Regions from separate parts of the Columba livia genome. Here region 1 is linked to region 2. The links are chromatin contacts, called in public Hi-C maps. All regions are on one chromosome and are shown on one strand. The core of a region is the stretch at or near the end of the contact, and the rest is flanking DNA. Distances in the headings are between cores, read along the strand shown.

What was found. Hi-C and Micro-C count contacts between places; a contact is called where the count stands out from the background.
Region 1: a Hi-C map of liver shows a contact between it and region 2, with 3 times the contacts expected there. The contact joins the enhancer-like site here to the promoter of LOC102090370 in region 2. A contact is called at or near these places in 2 of 2 Hi-C or Micro-C datasets (crop and liver).

What each region holds. Positions count from the first base shown.
Region 1 is chr7:12,443,060-12,445,874 of bColLiv1.pat.W.v2, forward strand. LOC102090370 reads left to right here. Exons shown (of 7, transcript XM_065070590.1): 7 at 1-761. Among named protein-coding and RNA genes, the nearest start is that of TSN, 17 kb to the right of the region's middle. Within about 2 kb of position 1,547, at least 1 of the 3 cell types and tissues checked has an H3K27ac peak away from gene starts, as active enhancers do.
Region 2 is chr7:12,395,662-12,398,361 of bColLiv1.pat.W.v2, forward strand. It overlaps LOC102090370, which reads left to right and starts at 1,304. Exons shown (of 7, transcript XM_065070590.1): 1 at 1,304-1,443.

The DNA.
Region 1 (2,815 bases), core at 297-2,796, 48 kb after region 2:
TGTAATTCTGGTCTTCACCCTCAGAACTCACAGCCTGTTTTTGGCTGATGTACATACAGAGATGGGTTTCCCTCGAGGAGCAGATCTCTGGAGGAAAATACTGAGCTTAACCTGTTAATATTGCACTGCGGGAGAATGATGTATGATGCTTGCCATTGCATGGATTGTGTTGAAAGCCAGTCTTGACAACATGAGAAAGGTTTCCACCATTGACTGTATTTCATCAGCATTAGGTAAAGTCAGGGTCAAAATTAGGTGCAGTATTATGCAACAGGGGATGGAAGCTGGAGAAAATATGTTTTCCACCACTACTCCGAAGGACTATATTTCATTATTCACCTCTGTATATTCAGTCAAAATACTTGTTTAAAAAGAAAGATCTTTCATCTTTAATCCAAATCAAGTAGGTATCAATTCGCTGAGATACAGCTGCATGCACACAGAGAAAAAAGAAAAAAAAGCAGACAAGAATAAAAGGAGTTCTAGCTTTCTGACACAAACACCCCAAATATGTGTAGAACCTGTGGAAGAACAGTCTACCCCCACTGAAAGTCTGTTATTTAACTGACTTGGGGACTGGAACATAACGCTGCATCTGAAATATCTCAGAAGTGTATGTAAATATAACTCCACTATCACAAATAGTGAATTTAAAAGTTTGCAGTTATTTAAATGATGTAATCTAGTGTATTTCAAAATTTAATTGAAAGGAACAATTTACATTGTACTGTAGAGTAACATAAAAGGTTTTAATAATTATATTTCAATGACTTTGGGTGGGTATTTTTTTAAATTTTTGTTTCCTGGAGTAGATACTTCATTTAGTGTGGGTGGCGTTCGGGTGAACAGTGTGCCTACATCTGTTCTTTGAATCCCCTAAACAGAACTCAGTGGCTACTCCTAGCAAGACCGGGAGAACGGTTCAGGCCTGCTGCCCTAATTCTGACTAGACCACCACAGACTGGCACAAAATGTTGTGCTCTGGCTGCAGCCCTGCCTGGGCACGTCAGGCCCTGGTGTGCCAGACCCGAGAGCCAAAACTGAGGCCACAAAGTGCTGCCTCCTAAGGTCCAGCCTCCCAGTTCCTCAGCAGGGAAATGATTCAAAGCTGAACAATGGTAAAAAGGCAAACAGGGTTTAACCTTTTCAGCCTGACGTTACCACCGACTGTGACCTTGCGATGACAGGATCAGCAAAATGTCACACTGTGACCTACACAGCGAAGGCCAGATTACAGCCCTGGAGGCTAAATTAAAGGAGACTGAATTTTGGTCGGTGGATCTCAGAGGACAGCCTGTAAATATTCTTTCAACCCTCAGGGTAAAGACAAAGCAAATCAGCATTATTCTCTACCAACAAAATATTTCTGTTGCAGGCATTTAATTTACAGGATTCTCATAAGGAAGTGTATTTGTGTATTTCTCCAGAGATGAACCAGCATCAGTGAGCACACAGACGAGGGCGGACAGAGGCTAGGAGAGGACGGGTAGTCCTTGTCTTGTAGATCCCAACTGAACCAAGACTTAAACAGCCTTCCAGGCCGTGCCCAGTGCTTGTCCTCCTGCCACTGCTGCCATGGCTGTGCCACTGCTCTGGGCTCTGAGGCAGACACTGGCAGTGAAACACGTGTGTACTGGCTGTATTTTCTCTTCATCTATACTCTCCAGCGTAATTGCCCTTGAGGAAATGGGAGTTACTGCATCATGGGAGGCTTTACAAACACGTTCCCAAGACACGAGGGTGGCAGCACACAGCTGAGCACTGTAGGGAGCGATAGCTGGCAGAGCACTTACTGGGGCAGCAGCCCGACTCCCTCAAGTTGGAATTCCCTCCGTATATTTCTAGTCTTTAGACAATAAATCGTTTGTTCCCCCAAAGCACACACTGAAGAGCCAGTGAAGAGCACGAGGCATTACTTTTATACTTTGTTGTTTGTTTTTCAAACAGATGCCTAAGCAGAGCAGCTGCTCGAGGGAGATTTCTCTCATGCTGTCATGACAGATCTGCATCTAACAGCCTTCAAGCCCCGTTCACTGAGCATGCAAAAAGCAACAGTGTGTAGCACCTTTGTTTTCTCTCCCAAGATCAAAATGGCACAGGTACCTTCTCTTCATTACCTCTAGTGGCAGTTTAGATAAGGGAAGGCATAAGAACAGTAAGCCTAATAGCTATATGTATGCAAACACTGAGTGGCTTTCACAGACACAGAAAGCTGCAGCTTTATGGAAAGTTTTCAACGACTGCCCCAGCACAGTGATTTTCTCCACACCAATTCATGCTCAGAACCAGCCGTGGACTGTTTGTACAGTCATATCTTTAAATCAAGATACCTTCAGTCACCCTGCCTGTTCAAAAAGAGAGAACAATAAGTATAAGTAAAAGGTCTGATATTCAGCATCAATCTTGCATTTAGCTAATTGTTTGATTTGTCAGGTTCAAGGGTTTTCTAGGTATCACAGGAAACACCTGCCTGCCAGGCTCCTAGTAATCCTGGCCTATTTCCTCTGAACCAGGCAAACCCTCTCTGAAAGAAGGTCCATAAATAATTACTGGGTGTTGAATTACAAGCAGGACACGTACTTAGTGCTGTAGCCCTGTCCTAAAAAACCTGCAGCCAGGGAACAGGACAAGCCCTTTGATGTGGGGCAGCCTGATTGTTGAACCTGTCAAACTAGACAGAGATGGTGTTTCCAATGTTCTTTATCTTGTAAGTATCCGGTGTGTACTCAGCTGCTCACCTGCCTTTAAATTACAGGTGTTGAAAGGGAACACGAGCACGGAACAATTTCTGTGGCCCTGCAAGAGCTCACGCTGT
Region 2 (2,700 bases), core at 54-2,553:
TACTGAGGAGCTTTCGTATGTTGCATTTGTAATTTGGTTTAAGAGCCTGCAGTGGAGGATGCTGTGTGAGCCCAGTGCCACTGGAATCCCTTTCTGCTAAGGTGAAATGGCAGTTTGAGGGGCCCCAGAAAGAAAAAGCATTTGTATAATCAGATAGGGAACACATAGGAAGAACCCAGGGTTGCCATGCTATTTCTTTCTCTCCAAATTCAGCCTTTCTCTGCAGAATTTAGTTCTTCTCTCTTTAATTACATTCTCAAACAGAAACAATGTCTTTTCCTATGCTTGGTCACTTAATAAAACCCTTGAAAGCAAGCAACTCTGATCAGGGAAACTTCACTTTACATGTCTCACCAATCCAGAAGCTGCCTGTTTGGAACAAGATGAACATATGCACATACAGATGGACAATAAGACCCAGCTCCATCTAGCATGACATGCTAGAGCCAGTGAACTGCGACACTTAACCCTAAAAACAATCAAAGTAACCATTAACCTCGCTAAGTCCTTGCTGTCTGAAAGGAAGAAATGGTCAAGCTGGCACTGCTACCCCTATAATGAACAGAGAGTTAAAAGAAAATAGGTGCAAATGAAAGATACAGCTCCTTTCTATCCGCAGGAACAGGGGAGAATTGAAGCATTATTACTATTATTATTATTATTATTATTATTATTATTATTATTATTATTATTATTCTCTATGCAGCTCCAGTGGTCGCAGCACTGCTGTCCATCGTGCATAAAGGTCTGTGAAGGCTGGTAGGGTCGTACAACAAGCCACCAGAGCCACGTTTGCTTTAGGACAAAAGAACGTGCAAGCTGTGATCAGATATTAGGGACTTGGTGGTCAATGTAAAGAAAAGCTACCGGATGTGGAAGATGAGAGGTCCCAAGCTCCACAAAGGAGCCGAGAGCTAACCCAAGGCCAGCTCGGCAGCTGCGGGGCACGCCGGGGAAGAAGGGGTGCGGGGCTGGGCAGCGGGGCGGGTGCGGGCGGCGGCGGGTCGGGGAGCGGCTGGACATGCCCGCGGGAGCCGCCGCGGAGCCGGCGGGTCGGACGAGTGGCTGCCGGGGCTGTCACCCTCTCCCCTTCCAGCAGCACAAGCGCTCCCGAAAGCCAAGTGCCCAAACCACCGCGGCTCAGGGGCCACCTCCATCCACCCCGCTCTCTCCCGTTACCGCCCCCCCACCGCCTCCCCCTCAACACGGCCCCCCCATCACCACCGCCCCGAGCGCGCGGCCGTTGCGCTGCGGCCGTTATCCCACCCGCGCCGCACGCGCCGCCGCGCGCCCGCCGTTGCCGTGGCGACGGGCTAAGCCGGGGCCTGGCTCCAGCTCGGCGGGCGCGGAGGGGCGGACGGGCGGCGGCGGGCCGGCGGCTCGGCGCTGCCGGGGCACGCACAACAAAGGCGGGAGGCGAGGCGTCCCGAGCGGGCTCCGCAGGTAGGTGCGGGCGGCGGGCGGGCAGGTCCCTCTCGGGAGCCGCTCCCGCAGGACATCTCCCCTGCGCCGCGCTGCGGGGGCCGTTCTCCTCAGGGGGCAGCGACCCGGGGCGCGGGCTCCGGCCTCAGCCCGGCCTGGCGCCGCACCTTGCGGGCGCGGGGCTGCAACAAAGGCAAATGGCTGCGCGCCGGGCAGGGCTGCGGGGCTGGCGGTGGCCGACCCGCCTCTGCCTGCCTCCTGCCCCTCTCCGGGGGCGGCACACGGCGCGGAACCGGGAGCAGCCTTTTCGGTATTTTATTTGCTCGCTGGGTCTCGTTCCCCAAGTGCTTCAGCCTGCCCCGGCGCGGTACAACCGCCAGCTCCGCGCCCAGCCCGGGGAGCGCTGCGGGAGCGGGGGGACGCGCTTCCCACAGCCTTCCACACCTCTCCCGGCGGACACCTGCTTGTTGCCGGGGGACCCGCAGCCCCCATCCGCCTCTGCCAGCCCTCACGGCAGCGCTGGGCGATGGCTCCTGCTGGCGCAGCGGAGCGGGCTGAGCCGCGCTGCCCGGCGCCGATTGTTCGCCCGGGCTGGTGCTCCCGGCTTTTTCTCGCCGTGCCCTAAAACAGCAGCCGCAGAGGTAACTTCGTAAATTGGCATGTTAGAGCGTTTTATTGTAGATGCCGTGGGACTTTTGCCCTATGCAGGGTGGACTATGCTGTGCCTGTGCGGTATTAGCCCGAGTTTAATTGTTGCAAGGGGTGGCTGAGCAGCACCGAGCTCTTTAAATCTGCAGGGCGCAAGTGAGTAATTTCTTAATTCATTTCCATGTGGTTCATAACGGTTTTCAACTCCGGGATGCCTTTTGCCAAATTCATAATAGGTTCGGTACTGGAGCTATTAGTAAGAGCATCTGTTTGAATTCACAGAGGTACAAGTTTTACTGCATTATTGAAAATAGTAGCTACAACAGAATTCCCTGGAGGGAAATCCATAAAACCTGCTCCTACCATTTTCATTTACACTGCAGCAAAGTGGTGCTGGGTGCATCTATGCTTTTGCCTTCCCTCATTTCCTAGTCTTGTGGCACTGAAAAGCCTTAAAAACAGCTCTGCAGTATTTGTTGGTATTATAGTTATGCCTGAGGGCTTGGTAGCGGTTTCTTTCATTCATGGCTTTCAAAATGCTTCACAGACATCAGTTAAGACCAGGAGCCCTGCTGCAGGTTGGGGTAATTTTATTGCTCCCATTTTACAGATCAAGGACCAGATCAGTCA